Regions from separate parts of the Danio rerio genome. Here region 2 is linked to region 1. The links are chromatin contacts, called in public HiCAR-type maps. All regions are on one chromosome and are shown on one strand. The core of a region is the stretch at or near the end of the contact, and the rest is flanking DNA. Distances in the headings are between cores, read along the strand shown.

Region 1 (4,414 bases), core at 130-2,629:
AGATGAGACTCTGACTGGTTTAATGCACGATATGCTCAAAACACCCATAACTCATAAGCACAACCATATTAGACCATGCGCCATGGCGAAAACCGCATTTTTCCATCCTTAAAATAGCAAAAGAGCATTCGAACACACACTTAGTGCTTTTGTGCCATGCACCTAGATCAGGGGTGCTCAATCCTGTTCCTGGAGATCTACCTTCCTACAGAGTTCAGCTCCAACCTTGATCAAACACACCTGAAACAATTAATTAGGACCTGAGCAGCACTTGATAATTACAAACAGGTGTGTTTAATAAGGGTTGCAACTGAAATCTGCAGGAAGGTAGCTCTCCAGGAACAGGATTGAGCACCCCTGACCTAGATCATTAAAAGAGAGCCCACAGATTTCTTTACAATTTTAAAAGGCATATTTGGAGATCTTTCTTTTCTTTGTATTTAAAGTAAAGCCACTGCACTGTTCAGGTCTATAGCATGCTTGGATGTTGTTTTATAAGCGATTCGTTTTTCAGATGTTTACTGAACCATGGCCTGACCAGAAGCTTTTAATGTGGAGGCTCCTTTTCTGCTAAATATATTGTTGCCCTAAAAAAACAAATAAAAAAAAGTCATTTAGGTTGTCAAAGCTGTTCAAATGTGATTCTTCATACACATCAGCTGCTGACCGAAAGCTCTTAGCATCCACCTTGTGCAGACACACATTCTAAGAAAAAGGTCTATGATAACCTTGGTCACTTACAGAAAAACTCAGTCATTTATTTGATCCACTCCGGATCAGCCTCCTCTATATCTGTGCTCGGCTTCTCCAGTTAAACTTCACTGCTGGAGACCAAATGTTATGAAATGCATATTATCAGCTCCTTTAACACACAGGTAGTGTTTTAAAGATATACACACATTGCACACACATATATTCCATCCTGAGTCTTCGTGAGATGTTTTTCAATCAATTTTACTATTAAACTGTTGTTTTTCTGTTGTGATGTCTGTTAGTTTACATTGTACCCTCATGTGTTCATCCACAAACAAGGTCGACCGCATCTCTCCATGATGTACATTCTCGATCTCTATAGCTATCGATGATTGGCTCCTGTCCTAGTAGGCAGGGCTTCATTCACTATATTGACCGTTACACTTTTCCCCATTCTAAACTGTACATGTGACGTGTCTTGTCTAATCTACTGACCTTATTCTACAATCTTTGGCCTAGTTCAGGTCTGGTTCTCGATCCCTACACACACACACCCCTCCTGCGCTCTACCTTTTCGCAGTTAGAATATTTGGCATTGCTGCTGCCGCTGGTGCGTGATGCAGGACTGAGCTCTCATTGTGTGCACGCGTGTGGGAGCGCTGGTATGCGGGCCCTTGGCGTGTGGTGCGACGGGGCATGCGTGTGGCCGCTGACGCCAGTCTGCCCGCCTGTGCCCGCCTGTCTGTCTCAGCGCGCCGCTGTTTGGACACACCTGACCGAGGCTGGAATCACCCACATGGCCGCCCCGAGTTTTTGTTTTTTATCTCTTCCTCTTTGCGCGTACTTTGACTCTTTCGATCTCTGTCCTTGTTTCCCCCCCCCCTGCTCCTTAGTGTGCTCTTTGTATTTTACTGTCTCCCTCTTTCACTAATTTTTCTTTCATGTCTGGAGTGGTTAAAGAAAGACTTCATTTAGCTCTCGCGTCTGTTTCAGAGCCTTGTGAATCGTATCATGTGATTTCGGGCTTCATTCAATCAGATTTGCTTCAATTGCTTGTGCCAGTACCTTTTTAAAAAGAAAAACGCCCATGGATAAATTGGAGCATTTTAGAGGTTTATGTAAATGATTTATGCTTGGCATCACAAGGGAACATTTTTGAAGATGTTAAACATAACCCGGTGCAGGATTTAACATTTATAATTGACAACTCACACATGGATTATTGATCTTTCAGTCTTCCACATACTGGTGTATTTCAGGTTCACTGCAACAAAAATGCTATTATTCATTCATTCATTTTTTTGTCGGCTTAGTCCCTTTATTAATCCAGGGTCACCACAGCGGAATGAACCGCCAACTCATCCAGCACATTTTTACGCAGCATATGCCCTTACAGCCGCAACCCATCTCTGGGAAACATCCACGCACACATTCACACACACACTCATACACTACGGACAATTTTAGCTTACCCAATTCACCTGTACCGCATGTCTTTGGACTGTGGGCGAACCAGAGCACTTGAAGGAAACCAACGCAAACGCAGGGAGAACATGCAAACTCCACACAGAAACGCCAACTGACCCGAGGATCAAACCAGCGACCTTCTTGCTGTGAGGTGACAGCACTACCTCCTGGGCCACTGCGTCGCCCCAAAAATGCTATAATTACTTAGAAATGTTTGTCTTTTTTCTAGTCCAAATATTTATAGATTCTTAAACCATAATTTTTTTTCTAGACAAGCAAAGATATGGTCTTGTTTTTAGAAATAATATGCCAAAATGAAGGAAGTAGTTTTTTCCTTAAAAAAAGCCAAATGATTTGCCAATAGGGGTAAGCAAAATATTCTTGTTTTTCCTTTTGACACACTGTAAACCCTAATGTCTTAACTTAAACAATAAAGTTGACTGAAAATAACTTAAAATTTAGCATTTTGGTCCTATCAATTAAAAATATGAGTTAATTTAACTTATGTACCATGAAAATGCATAAACTTAGGATTTCAAGTGTAGTGAGCTCAAATTCATAATTAATGCTTTGAAAGAAATTGGTCATTTTCACAAATGTAGTCTTGACTAAAATTGTAATATGTGCAAGTACAAGGTCTTTATTTTAAATTAGAAAACAAATGGCTTTATGTATAATTATTCACCATAATGTGAAAAAATGGCTACTTGTTTTTTGTTTGAAATTTATTTAAACATTTTTCAAAGTCCATTTTTTACTTAAATTGTTAAGTTCACCAAACTTAGTACTAAGTAAGTTTAACAATTTAAGTATATACAAAACCAGCATGTTAAATATGCAAGTTTTGGGAGACTTCATTACTCAATTAAATTGAAGCAATGAGTTTACTCAATGAATTTAGTTCAGTCAACCTAATAGGGTTTTCAGTGCAAGATTACTTTGCTTACCCCATTGGCAGAATATTTAGCTTGTTTTATTTTTTTTTTACATCATTTAATTTTGACATATTATTTCTTAAAACAATCAAATATGTTTGCTTTTGTACACTGTAAAATCCAACAGTCATGAAATGAGAGATTTATGAAGCATAAATAGTTCTCAGGTCACAAAACTGAATGAAGTTGAGTTAATAAAGCATTTATTAACATACAAATGAACTATTAATATTTGCCTGAATAATAAGACATATGAATGGTAATTTGAATAGTTTATTAATCATTTGCTAACTCATTCTGAATGATTAGACTAGATTAGATTAAACTTTATTGCTATTACACATGTACAAGTACAAGGTAACGAAATGCAGTTTAGGTCTAACCAGCAGTGCAATAGCAGCGATACAGGTATAAGCTATAAACTATAGAAAAGCTATAGGTGATATTTACAGATGGATGTACTATGAACATTATATACAGGTTGCATTAGCTTTGAACAGAGATTTGCAATAGATGAAAGATTGTACAGGTTGCTATAATAATAATCAAAAGGGTGTAGATATATATGAACATAATTACAAATGTCCATAAACAGTGGGTGTGTACAACTCAAATTAAAGTGCAATGTAGTATGACGAATATGTGCAATTTTTAAATCTGCAAAATTAAATAATGCAGTGATTATGAGGAGTATAAGTTATGAGGAGAGCATGGGGGTGTATGAGGGGGGCAAAAGCATCAGCGAGAAAAAAAGGACGACAGTTCTGGGGAAAAAGCTGCTCCTCAGTCTGCTGGTTTTTGTCCGGGGGAGCCTGAAGTGCCTTTAAGAATGATCTTAAAATAGCACCATCTACTCTTAAATAGCTAGTTAGTAAATAATGCAATAGTTAATTAAGAAATGAAAAAAATAATCATTAACAAAGTATGAAAACACAATCATTAAGCACATTATACGTGTGCTTATAAGTCAAGAATACAGCATTTGTAGCTGTATTTATAAACTGCTTAATAACGTCTATTAATGTAGAGTTATTGCCCAACAGATAATGAATTAACTATTTGCTAAAGATATTAGCATCAAATTCAAAACATATACTCAGGACATGTGCAGCTTTTGGCTCCAGGACTGATTTTACATATTTGTTTATAAAATAATATAATGTTTAGTGCGGTGCATTTTTTTTTTTTTTTTACATTACTTAAGCATCTATAACTTGTTTTTATTTTGAGCATTACAAACATTAGATAATGGATAATAAAGCCCAGAGTGTCTTTTTTCAAAGATACATAAACTGTGAATGTAGACCAAATTATTCATC
Region 2 (4,596 bases), core at 1,134-3,633, 210 kb before region 1:
TACTAGGGAGGCTATTTCTCTCTATATTATTTATTACACATTCTATTATTTCAAACTACTAAAATATCAATAAAAGTCACTTTGTTTAACTGTAGAGTTGAATTTTCAACATTAAATGTGGACAGAGCAGAGATCAAAGTCCCATAATGCAATTCACAACTGTAAATAAACAAAAAAAAAACACTTGTGAATCAAGAAACACAGAAACTGCTCATTAACAGACATGTTACAGTTATTAACATGTAAATATTACAAAGTATGACAAAGTTGATGAACCAAATAAGTGAATTCTCTATCTGAACGCTTACATCCACTGAGTGGTGGTCTGTATCAGAAATGCAGACCACCAGCCGTCTGAGAGAAAGCAGGTGAATATCTGACCTCTAAACACATGCAGTGGACCACGGCCTGAGGCTCAGTCCTGCCTTCAGAAGCACTTTTATCTCACACACACTTTCATCTCTCTTTCATCCCGTCTTTTCCCTTTAATAAAGACAGACCAAGTCCAGCTGCGGCTTCCTATACATCTATCTCTTCCTCTCTCCTCAACATCCTTCAAATATACTTTTTCCCACTATGGCTTTCATTCATTCATTCATTTTCTTTTCGGCTTAGTCCCTTTATTAAGCAGGGGTTGCCACAGTGGAATGAACCACCAACTTATCCAGCATATGTTTTACACAGTGGATGTCATTCCAGCTGCAACCCATCACTGGGAAACACCCATACACACTCATTCATACACATACACTTCGGACATTTTAGCTTACCCAATTCACCTATAGCACATGTCTTTGGACTGTGGGGGAAACTGGAGCTCGAGAACGCGGGGAGAACATGCAAACTCCACACAGAAATGCCAACTGACCCAGCCAGGAGTCGAACCAGTGACCTTCTTGCTGTGAGGCAATTGTGCTACCCACAGCGCCACCGAGCTTTCTCAGCTTTTATTCACAAAAACATCCATCCATCCATCCATCCATCCATCCGTCAGTCAATCAATCAATCAATCAATCAATCAATCAATCAATCAATCAATCAATCAATCAATCAATCAATCAATCAATCAATCAATCAATCAGTCTATCTATCTATCTATCTATCTATCTATCTATCTATCTATCTATCTATCTATCTATCTATCTATCTATCTATATCTATATCTATATCTATCTATATCCGTCAATCTATCCATCCACCTAGCCATTAATCCATCTATCCATCCATCCACCAATAAATACAATTGTATAAATAAATAAAACTAAAAAAAAGTTTTGAATTTACAGTTTCTATTTTTTATTTGCATTCAATAAAATGTAACTACACTCAAAAATGATGTGTGCTGTTTGTTCAAGCTACTTATTTAAAATGAGCTGAAACAACACAATTATTGAGTTTTTTGGGGGGAAAATCTTAATTGTTTTATGTCCAATCTACCTAAATTTGTAAAAACAATTAAGTTAATCGATTTGTGTTGCGACAGCATTGAATCCACCACCCTTTTCCACCTGGTGATACTCATCCGGAGGCCTCTAGAGATTGTGCAGCGCCATTGATCTAATTCAAGTCCTGTCAAGAGATGATGCCAACCATAGATGACTTCTAGAGGTCTCCATAATCCTGGACCAGGCCGTATCCTGAGCAGATGCTGTGGCGGTTATGAAAGAGTGAAGAGCACAAGACTTTTGAACAAGAGATTCCTGAACGAGTCTCTGCATTAATCCCGTGGGCAAGCCTGAACACCCGCCAGTGACCTACTCACACCTGCAGCTTCTCCACTATGGACATCCAGCATTCTCCGGCGCCTTGACTGCAGCTCTGCACAAGAAGTTTGGCCAGAGGAAAAATGGTCGTGCATAACTGAGCCTGGTTTCTCTTAAGGTTTTTTCTTTCACTTTCGTCAATTGGTGAAGTTTGTACCCCACCATTGTCGCCACTGGCTTTCTTGGTTTTGGACTTGTGGAGCTGCGCATGGATGGATTTGCTCTTCAGTGTTTGGACATTCAGCAGTGAAAATTAAACCACTGAACTTCAACTCTGAAAACTGAACTGAAAACTCAACTAATCACTTTTAAAGTCAACTAAAACTCCCCGTTTTTAAGGTAAACTAAACACTTTTTACAGTGAGCAACAGCAGATGAATACTGTACGGCTTTTTCTTGAGGCACAGGTATGGTTAAGACAAAATTGTGTCTAAAATGGGTGTAATGCACGACTTTCGCCAAACTCCAGCCCAGCGCCTGCCAGTTTAGAGAAGTGCTCAACAATAGCGCGTGTGAGCGAAGGCCAGCGCTGGTCATTCCACACTGACAGACAGAGAGCGGATGAAAGCTGCGCAGGTGTGATCACGCGGGACGGCAGCAGCAGAGGGACACAAAGGGCCGGTCTGTGTCCCGCTCACAGCTGCAGGGGGTGGAGAGGAGTCCGGCTGACAGACAGACGGACACCACAGCGGACGCTTCAAAAGCAGGACCGGCTCCCGGGTGCCGAGAGACGCATTCTTTCTGGAGGACGGAGGGGGGAGCGGAAGAAAGACGGAGATGAGAATAACGCAGTCTGTGCATTAAGGAGAGAGTGCTGATGTTCAATCTATACCGCAGCTTCAAACACCAGTCGGCTAGTCAAACGTTAAGAGTGTCTGAATGGCAAATAAACCGTGCTTGACGTTTACATAGATCCTCATCCAACTTTAATTTTGTGACCCACTTCGATGTAAGGGCCAAGACACACCAGCCTGATCTCTCGAGGAAACGTTAACGTTTTGTCAGTTTAGTGGCTAATTCCTACGAATTCGTACGAGTTCAGTCTGTACGATTTTAAAAAGGAGGCGTGGCACCCAACCCCACCCCTAACCCCAACTGTCATTGGGTGATGAGCAAATCGTACTTAATAGTACCAATTAGATCGTACGAATTTATACGAATTAGCCACTAAATCAAAAAGTTACGAATTGCTGTGAGATTGTGTTGGACACACCAAGCCAATGCCAAGCAACTAGCACCATTCATTTAGTTCCTCGTTTATCAGGACAACAGCGGAATGAACTGCCAACTATTCCAGCATATGTTTTATGCAGTGGCTGCCCTTCCAGCCACACCTAGTACATGGAAACGCCTATACACACTCACATTCACACACTCATACACTATGGCCAATTTAGCTCATCCAATTCACCTATAGCACATGTGTTTGGACTGTGGGGGAAACCGGAACACAAGGAGGAAGCCTACGCCAACACGGGAAGAGCATGCAAACTCCAGCCAGAAACGCCAACTGACCCAGCCGGGAATTGAACTAGTAACCTTCTTGCTGTGAGGCGACTAACCACTGAGCCACGGTGCCAGCCACAACGAGCACCAACGAAACCCAAATGTACATTCTGATAGGTTACGACCAAACCGCATCATAGCTTCATTACCGTAAAGTCAAACTCGTACTTGTTTTTCCGGACATGGAAGTCAGTGGTTATCCCTGCATCCCAAATCGCCTACTACTCGAGTAGGTACTGTTGCTTTTAAACAGAGAAAACATTTTACAAGTAACTTTTATTCGAAATCTTGGACCTTATGCTTAAAACAAAAAATGAGCAGTCAAAAGGTGTGAAGGACCAAAAGTGGACCATATTGAAATTGATTTGAATACTAATTTGGTGATTGATTTTATCCATGAATTTTCAAATGTACAATTTTTACAAGAGACGCTAGAAAACCATAAAGTTCTTCATTATTATTAATATTATTTGATTTATTATTATTATCACTACTACTATTAATATGTTTTTTTTTTCAAATGGTCAAATTAAGGAAAGTCCAGTCAAACTAAGGAAAGTCCAGTTTGTTATTTGTCTATTAAATGACAATAGACAACAGTTTTTATGATAACTTGATATTTGCCTTCAGTGATTTCTAGAAGATTAATAACAAAAAATAAAGCAACTGGAATAACTATAGCAGTCGTGATCGTCTGACTTTTTTTTTTTACTGCATTTGTAATTTACAAATATCGCAAAAACAGGCAACAAACAAAATTCCAAAGATAATTAAATTTTTAAAAAAAGACAAAAACAAAAGGAAGACATTCACAAGACGCCAAAAACAGATTCATAATAGCTTACAATAGACAGAGCCTTTACATTTTTTACAGCTTTGAAAGACTTCATTAACAAAATAATTTCTTTGACAAATAACTTGTAGAAAGGAGGAGATTTTGAAAGTCGACATTTGTGGATGAAGAATTTACCATTTAAAATAATAAAATTAATAAAGTTGTTGTTGTTTATCACCATTTTCAAAAAAACGTATAATTTCTTTTGCATTCAATGTTATTACCACATTATTTTTAGCAGAATAATCAGAAAAACAGTCTTGCCAAAATAATTGCACAGGGATTGTGATGACATATGATGACGTGTGCAGGTGCTGTAGTGCTGTCCCAATTCTTAGGGGTAGATTTTGAAGCCCTTTCCCTTAACCCTCGGTTTTAAGGGCCAAGGGGAAGGGATAGGGTTACAAAAATAGAATTGGGATTAGGCGAGAGTCTTCTTAGGAGATGCAATCCCTTCATGGGCAGATTTAACATGCTTTTATTTACATAAAA

What was found. HiCAR-type assays count read pairs that join an accessible place to other places.
Region 2: a HiCAR-type map of caudal fin shows a contact between it and region 1, with 6 times the contacts expected there. The contact joins two enhancer-like sites. A contact is called at or near these places in 2 of 18 Hi-C or Micro-C datasets (caudal fin and embryo) and 1 of 4 datasets of contacts at active chromatin or transcription factors (caudal fin).

Annotation. Positions count from the first base shown.
Region 1 is chr11:3,762,561-3,766,974 of GRCz12tu, reverse strand. All of the region lies in intron 26 of pbrm1 (polybromo 1), which reads left to right. Among named protein-coding and RNA genes, the nearest start is that of itih3a.2, 24 kb to the right of the region's middle. Within about 2 kb of position 1,379, at least 7 of the 62 cell types and tissues checked have an H3K27ac peak or open chromatin away from gene starts, as enhancers often do.
Region 2 is chr11:3,973,443-3,978,038 of GRCz12tu, reverse strand. The region is part of intron 26 of pbrm1 (polybromo 1); the gene reads left to right. Among named protein-coding and RNA genes, the nearest start is that of gata2a, 20 kb to the right of the region's middle. Within about 2 kb of position 2,383, at least 7 of the 62 cell types and tissues checked have an H3K27ac peak or open chromatin away from gene starts, as enhancers often do.